Linked DNA regions of Mus musculus: region 1 is linked to region 2. A link is a contact called in public Hi-C data. All regions are on one chromosome and are shown on one strand. The core of a region is the stretch at or near the end of the contact, and the rest is flanking DNA. Distances in the headings are between cores, read along the strand shown.

Region 1 (4,007 bases), core at 78-2,577, 690 kb after region 2:
TAACCAAGAGCGGTGTAACTACTTCTACACTGTCAACCAATAGCTAAACGTTGCTAGAAATTTTACTTCAGCAACATGCCTGCATGCAATTGGTCAGGAAATGGGTGAAACAGAATAAAGCAGCTGGTCCCATGACCTCCAAAATGCTCCGGGTCAATAGGAGTCAAAAGCCCAACTATTGGAGGGCCTTTCTCTGAAATGGTTTGTAATTGCAACCCAGCACCTCTCAGAACACATGCTAAAGGAAGAAAAGGAGAGCCGTTGCTACACGAGTCTATTTTTACTTTACTGGGCTTTATCAAAATCTCCCCCTGAAGTGGCTGGCCCAGCAGGGCCAAGAGATCAAGAACATCTCAATAGCACACAGCAGCCACTCTTCCCCGGTAAAAAACACGGGTCCCTGGAAGCCCTCCACTTCCCGCCTCCCAGGACAATGCTTTTAATTAGCTGCACCAGATTTCGAAGAGAACAAAAGCTCCCCACCCCTCACAGGAAAAGCTTCTACTGGAGATATCTCACTGGGGAAGCGCCTGGCACACAACAGGGAGACGAGAACATACAGGCTGTTCTGAGCTCCGCAAAGAGACACAAACTGGAGTCTCTAGGGAGTCTCAGAGGTTAAGCCAGCGCATTTTCGCTCCCTGTGACCACATCTCCCCCATCCCAACACTATCCCCCACCCTCATCCCCCTGTCCCGTCCAGCCCCGCCCCGCCTTCCTGGGGCCAACGTCTGAGGGCTTCACCTTCCTCCTCCCTCTCTCTAGAACTGTTGGGGTAGGGAACCTGGGGGTGGTAAAAGAAGCTTGAATAATCTTTAGAATCGAGCATCTGGGAAGCAGAGGAAGAAACTGGGAGTTTATTTCAGGTGACAGACATAGAGCAGGCCCCTGTTGTTTTTTTTTTTTTTTTTTTTTTTTTTCGAGACTAATAATATTTCTGGAACGGAGAGGCTTGAATCATACGTCTCTTCATATTGCTGTGTGGGAAGTTTCAGTTATGAGCCCAACAATCAGAGAGACGGTGGTTCGTTTAAGTCTCAGTGGAGCAGTGTGCAAAAGGAATCTGGAAGGATGTTGGGGTGGGAAGGGGTGGGTGCACACCGAAGAGGGAGCTATAAGGATAGGGGTAGGGATGGCTTCCCTGGAGCCTGTTTTGGGGAATAAAGAGGATGGGCTAAGAAGCCTTCTTTCCACCCCTTTGTTTCTCCCTTGAATGCCTTTTGAAAAACATGGGGAAAATATCTTGTGCAAGTGCCTCTTCCTGACTAAGCTCACTGTCAGGAAAGGAAAGTCCGTGCGCTCCAGTGGTTTATTTTTGTGACCAGAGGCTCCAGGCCCTGCACACAACACAGACTCTTCCTTGCTCTGATGGAAAGAAAACTGGGTGTGAGCCTCCCGTCCCAGGGGCCAGAGTGGAGGAACGGGTGTTATCTGAAGGCTTATTCTCCGTTTTAGGAAACGAGAATAGAGTATAGGCTACCGTGGGATAGACGTGGGGTGGAGTCCATTAAACCTGCTGGCAGTGGGAGCTTTTTTATATCAGTCTTTAGGCAAACAAGCATAGAATTAGACTTTAATTAAATAAGGCTTAAACGGCTGTGCTTCCCGGCGAGCCTGCTGGTCATTAAAGTTTACTGTTATCACCTGCTTCTGAGCAACCTGTAGCTCAGGACTGGAGGCTGGATTAGGGGTTTTACATTTGGACACATGGGCCAAAGGAAAGACCTGAGCATCAGCTACCCCCCCCCCCCCGGGGGAGACAAGGCCTCTCTGTACATTTTGCATATGTTCTGGGCAGGGACCCAAAAGATTCTGCGTTTTCCTCTCTGTCTTGCCTTCATAAGACAAGTGTGAATCTGTCTAACCTAGAAGAAAACAGGTTTGGGACTTGGTATCCCCCTGCCTCCCTCTGTCCCTGTCCTTCCTTAGAGATCACCTGCTGCAAGGAACGCTGGGACTTGAGGGCAGGCAAGTAAGTCCAGCAAGCATGACAGTCACATGCTAGGTTCTTCTTGCTTCCTTCCCAGTGAAGATGACCTTAAAATAGAGCTCTGTTTTGAAAGAGTTTCAGGGAAAACTGATGAATATGGACGGAGGAAGGAAACCGGAAAGGTCCAGTTAAAGGGCAAGGCGGAGTCCTGCAGACTTGTTTGCTAGTGTTCCGAGGTAGCGTTGACCCTGCATCAGCAGGCGCTCCCAAATGTGGGGACCTGACTCCCACCACTACTCCTGACCCTTTAGCGATTCCCAAGTGCCCTAAGGGTTATTACCGAATATCCCCACTAGAACAGGCTTCTTCTTTTTTTTTTTTTTTTTAAAAGATTTATTTATTTATTTATTTATTTATTTATTATATGTAAGTACATTGTAGCTGTCTTCAGACACTCAGAAGAGGGGGTCAGATCTTGTTACAGATGGTTGTGAGCCACCATGTGGTTGCTGGGATTTGAACTCTGGACCTTCGGAAGAGCAGTCGGGTGCTCTAACCCACTGAGCCATCTCACCAGCCCTAGAACAGGCTTCTTAAATGCTGGGCTCTGCCTCTTGGGCTCCCTCTTACCCACTTACAGGCTCTTCTTTCAGTTCCTTAAATAGGCCTTGCTTCCTCTCTTCCCTGACCTTTCTTTGCTTCTAACTCCTGTATTCGATGATCCCACTGGAGGGCTCTACCTCCAGGAAGCCTTCCTTCTTTCTTCACCTGGACCCTGAGTTAGGCTTCTCTCCTACGGACACTCACAGACCCTACCTTACCTGCCACCCAGTACGTTGATTCAGAACTGCTCATTCATTTCCCACACTGGACTGTAAATGGCTGAGGGCGGTATGAAGGTCTCTGTCTTGTCTACCTACCATTGTATTCCCAGAGCTTGGCACCCAGTAGTGCTCTGCAAGCTTGTATTGAATCCACAACACTGTGCCAATATGAAAATTGATGGCTGATGATATTTAAAGTACCCGCTGAGGCACCAGGAGAAGGCCTTGAGTTAGACTCTGGGTCTCACTTTATTCCAAGGTCCCCTTTCATCCTACCCTCCCCACAATAATTTACAAACATCTTAGTCTGCAATGATGCCATTCAGCCCCCTTGGGCCTGGGGCTCCTTGATGAATATAGGCAAGCATCTATGTCTAACTTACCACTCTATTCTATTAACTTGAAAACTGCTAACTCATTATAATCTTTTAAAAAAGATATCTTTATAGTTTTGCCTTATCTTTGAACTTTTTGGGAGTAGGAAGAATGCCTTCGATTCTTCCAATATCTAATGTTTGAGAATGCACAATCTGTACATCTTTAAGGACTCATTTTTCTCTGGGAATCGGATTTCTGATAGTGCCACTGTGAAATGCATGCAGGATATATTCAGTGCTGTGGCAACGAGACAAGTTTCTGGAAGGAAACCGGTTCCTGGGTGGGCTGGCAAGCTACTGGCCAGAACAACATGGGCACCACAGCTTTGGCAGTTGGCAAGGGAGAAGCGCTCGAAAAGGCTGCTTCAGGCTGCCCTCTAGTGACCGGAGGCTCTGCCAGGCCAGAAGTCCTTGAACTTGAGCAGGAAGCAGAACCATCTGGGGGGTTTGCCTAAACTATACATGCCAACCCATAGGGTGCCATACCAGTTGGAAGACCAACTCTTTTCTTCATCAGCACCTTCAGGGATCTGCTGCTGCTGTCCTTGATTGCACCGCAAAGGGCCTACGCACTCGATGTGAGAACATCCAAGCTCATTTTGATGTCGCTGGGCATGGACCATTCACTGCTCACTGACTCTGTGTGTGTGTGTGTGTGTGTGTGTGTGTGTGTGTGTAGACGGAGAGAGGAGGGAGAGATGGAGAGACAGAGACAGAGAGACAGAGCAAGCATCCCTGGCATGGACACTAGACTATTTATTCTTCACCAGACTTGTAAAGGGGTGGGGGTCAGGGGCTGGGTCATTCAGCAAACATTTTGGGAAGGATTGTATCACCCCCTCTTGGTGTTTCTACACAGTCCAGTGAATCAGTAAT
Region 2 (4,000 bases), core at 78-2,577:
TCAAAAACAGAAAAACTGTGATGCGATGTTTATAGTGAAAACAAGGTTTAATGCCAGCTAATTTCTTTATTATTTCTGGGGTATGTGGAGCATCTTAAATGTCATCTAGAAAGTACAATGTACAGCAAAATATAATCTTTAGTTGAAAATTTTCATTTTATAACAATGAATTTACCTTTTGTCTCCTTAAAGGGAGCTTGTATACTTTAATTTTTTTCTGAAGACAGGTTTTTATATTTTGTTGTAAGTGTCCCCTCACTCCTGCCCCAGCTTTTGTATTTTTGTATTTTTAAAGCCAAACTACACAACTTTCAGTGTGAAAGACACCAAAACTAACAAAAATAAACAGAGAAAGGGACTTTCTGGGTAACAAAGGGAATGTAAGACACCAAAAACCCCAACCCAACCCAAACCAAAACAAGCAAAAGAAACCCCTGAACCATTAAAATAATTACAGTGATGCCCAGAAAGATCACAGTCCAGTTTTCCCTTCTTTTCTTTTCTTTCTTTTTAAAATTTTTTAGTTTTTTTCTATTGTTCTTTTGGTGTTTTGGGAGAGTCTGACTATGTAGATTAGGGCTGGTCTCTAACTTACAGATATCCATCTGTTTTTGAGTTACCATGTCCAGCTTAAGGCACAGCATTTCGTTTTGTTTTGTGTTTTTAAAGGGGAAAGGTGCCATTTAAAGAAATGGATACAACTGCATAAGAAGCCAGTCTTGGAAACTACTAACAGTTTTATCCCACTGGGGACTGTAAATACCAATTGTGGAAATCTCCTAGGAGTAAAACAAAAAACAAACAAACAAAAATCAAAGTAATGGAAAAAAAGAAAGGTCAAAGGTCATCCTGCAGGCGTTTCAGTGGGAAAGACCAGAGAATGAGCGCACATAATCAATTAAGCATACTAGAAAGCATTTCAGTGCCACGTTCATAAATCACTGGTCCAAAGGCATGGCGGAGAAATGAGGCCCACAGCCAGGTACTTAATCTTGAGTTGTCAGAGCATCGAGAACGCAGAGATGAGCTGGGTAAGGAGAAGTCACATACAAAGCGCAGGGATGAGGACAAAGGCGGCACACAAACCAGGGCACGAGGAACAGTGCCTTCAGAGTGATCGATCCCTTCGCCTTTTTGCACAGGACCGTACTAAACAGTAACTCCACCAAAATGAAGTGTAGGCCGAGGCAGAGAGAATTAGGATCAAAAAGGAACTGAAAGGAAGCATAGCGGGTTCCATAGCAAGGAGATGAGAGCTTGCTACGGTGGTTTGAATAAGAAATGAGCTAGCTCCACGGTCCTGCATTTGAACATCTCGTCTCCAGTTGGTGGCGCTGTTTGGGGAGCTTTAGCCGGTGCAGCGGTGGGGCTGGGATCGGTGGAGGAGGGCTTTGAGCTTAAAGCCTTGCAAAGTTTCAGTTTGCCCTCTCTGCTTATGTTTATAGCTAAGTATGTAAGCTCTCAGCTTCCTGGTCCTGCAGCCCCACTTAACCCTTGCCAGGCAGCTCATAACTACTGTAACTCCAGCTTTCTGTATTCTTGATGCTAATACCTGGCTGTGGGTCTCATTTCTCCACAATGCCTTCGGTTGCTTTGAATGGTGTCTTATGGAAGCAATTAAAGAAAATAAATCATCCTCTGAAGAGAGCGATGTTTGGAGAAAAAAATTAAAGCATCCCGCTGTGGTTTGAGTCATCATGGGGGGGGGGAGGTGGCATGGGGAGAGATGAATGATAAACTACACGGAGAATAAAGCAAAACAACAACAGCAGGTATTCTTTTAAATTGAGCTTCATTTGTACTTTTCATATACGTATGTGGCCGTGTCTCTCTTCTGCCCTAGGTTTGGGGGTGTCCTGAGAGGTCAGATCCCCTGGATCTGAAGTTGTAAGAAGTTATGAGCTGCCTGCCACAGGTGCTGGGACCTGAACTCTGTTCCTCTTGAAGAGCATCAAGCGATCATAACCGCGATCTAACCGCTGAGTCATTTCTCTAGTCCCACAAAGGCAGTCTCTAAGGCGGGTATGGGGTAGAGGTGGGGACTCTAAAGAAAGGAAATGAGTCTGGATTTAACATGGAGTAGTATTTGCCCAGAAACAATAAAAGTACTAAATATTGGTTATTATTTTTTGGCATTACTTTTTGATTGATATGTAGTAATTATATGCATTTTGGCATGGCTTATTTTAATACAGTGTATGCTGAATATTTAATTTTTTTCTATTTTTAACTTTAAAATGTTTTAATTTTTGGTTTGGGAGCTGGTTCAGTCCATAATGGCCTTGTCCAAGTGCAGGGACTTGGGCTGGCGTCCTAAGCATGCACTTGAAAAATCAAGTCAGACAGGAGAGTGTACGCCTATAATCCCATTGCCAGAGCCAGTGGTGGAGACAGGAGGATTCCTAGGACTTGCTGTATAGCCAGGCTAACTGAAATAGCAACCTCTGGTTCTGAGTGAGATCCTGTGTCAAATAAGGTGGGGGTTAACTGAGGAAGACTTCTGGTATTGACCTCTGGCCTCTACAGGCCGACACCCACAGATGTACTGCACACTTCTCTCTCTCTCTCTCTCTCTCTCTCTCTCTCTCTCTCTCTCTCTCTCTCTCACACACACACACACACACACACACACGTTGTAGTCTGTTAAAATGCATAACTAATCATGTCAGACTCTGTTGCTCTTTTGTGCTACAAAACATTAGATTGGCACCAACTGTGGTTTGAAACCGTTCTCCACTCTCTACTGTCGAACAGCTGATTGTTAAGTGGGCCAGTGGAAGTGTGTGTGTGTGTATGTGTGTATACACATGTGAGCATGTGTCTGGGGATCAGAAAAGTATATATGTAAAAGAGATGAATCTTCGCCTTTTCTGGTGACAGTCAATAAAGAGTGTCTAAAATGAAAATTAGATCAAGATTAATAGCCTTTTAAAATGTGTAGTTAAAGTTTTAAGAATGGGTAAGGAAATACAGGAGGTTGCCCTCAGAGTCAGAGTCTCTGAGGGAAAGTACTCGCTGCACTGTTGTTTGTATTTTATGCTTTTAAGTAATTCTTAACTTCGGAAACTATGAAATTATGCATAACTGTATAACACTATAAAAATCAATGCCAGTTGTTCAACATCTCTGCTTCCCTTCAGTTTTATATTGTACTACCCTCTGCCCCCCTGGCCCACTGAGTTCACAGGCATCTAAGACAGTGTCAGACTCACCTGAAATCTACCAGAAACAACCAGAAAACTATCTCTCTCCCCACTTCTAGGAGAGAAGCTGCCAGCCAGCAGCTTGGCGGTAGGGTGAGCCTCCACCTTGCTTCTGAGCTGGGAGCGCCTTCCAGATTCAGTGCTTTTTCCAAATCAGAACAGAAACCCTAACTCTCCACTCCTGGCCCCCAAGCTGACCAAAGTGACTTTGCAGGAATAGTCATTAAACTGGAGGAACCTACAAAAGGAGAACCATGCACAGCCCTAAACCACAAGGCTTCTTCGATTGCTTTTGTCCTTCGGAGACAGCAGAATGGATGGGCTGCCCTGGGAGACCTGGCAGATGGGAAACTCGTTAGAGATGCAAGCTTCAGAGAGAAGGACCCGTGTATGTCAGGAGTTTGGGGGGTATTCACTGTTGCCTGGAAACCAGAGACCAAATAGGAAACAGGAAGCCCCGGGAGAAGAGAAGAAGGAATACTTGAGCTTCGTTTCCAGAGGTGAGGGCTGCCTGCCAAGGCCCGAGGGCAGCTCTGTGCCTTATTTCTCCTCCAGCCTCAGACAATCAGCACTATTTCCCCTGGCTCCCACTCCTTCCCAGCCTCTCTTTGCACCTCTTAGAGTCTAGGTGAGCCTGTAATGGTGTCCGAGGACATATTTGTGTGTGTGTGTGTGTGTGTGTGCGTGCACGTGCACGCACTGAGCCTTGGGCCATTTTCTGGAAGAAGTCTCTGACGAAACTGACAGTCTAATAGAAAAATTGCCTCACCTCTGGGTTTCTTGCAGCTGTTTGGCTA

Evidence for each region. A called contact is a pair of places that touch in the nucleus more often than the background predicts.
Region 1: a contact with region 2 is called in a Hi-C map of the N1E-115 cell line, with 4 times the contacts expected there. The contact joins two enhancer-like sites. A contact is called at or near these places in 11 of 39 promoter capture datasets (the 3T3-L1 cell line, the C10 cell line, embryonic stem cells and 4 more), 10 of 484 Hi-C or Micro-C datasets (B cells, LSK cells, the N1E-115 cell line and 6 more), 8 of 115 datasets of contacts at active chromatin or transcription factors (bone marrow-derived macrophages, differentiating embryonic stem cells, embryonic stem cells and 1 more) and 2 of 9 other capture datasets (adipose tissue and embryonic stem cells).

What each region holds. Positions count from the first base shown.
Region 1 is chr1:157,443,029-157,447,035 of GRCm38.p6, forward strand. No RefSeq gene overlaps it. Among named protein-coding and RNA genes, the nearest start is that of Cryzl2, 14 kb to the right of the region's middle. Within about 2 kb of position 1,328, at least 84 of the 459 cell types and tissues checked have an H3K27ac peak or open chromatin away from gene starts, as enhancers often do. A contact at or near this core is called in the N1E-115 cell line, adipose tissue, cortical neurons and 2 more, where this site is marked.
Region 2 is chr1:156,751,219-156,755,218 of GRCm38.p6, forward strand. It overlaps Gm39683 (a long non-coding RNA gene), which reads left to right. Exons shown (of 3, transcript XR_865660.1): 3 at 1,844-2,043. Among named protein-coding and RNA genes, the nearest start is that of Gm39683, 8.8 kb to the left of the region's middle. Within about 2 kb of position 1,328, at least 79 of the 459 cell types and tissues checked have an H3K27ac peak or open chromatin away from gene starts, as enhancers often do. A contact at or near this core is called in the N1E-115 cell line, adipose tissue, cortical neurons and 2 more, where this site is marked.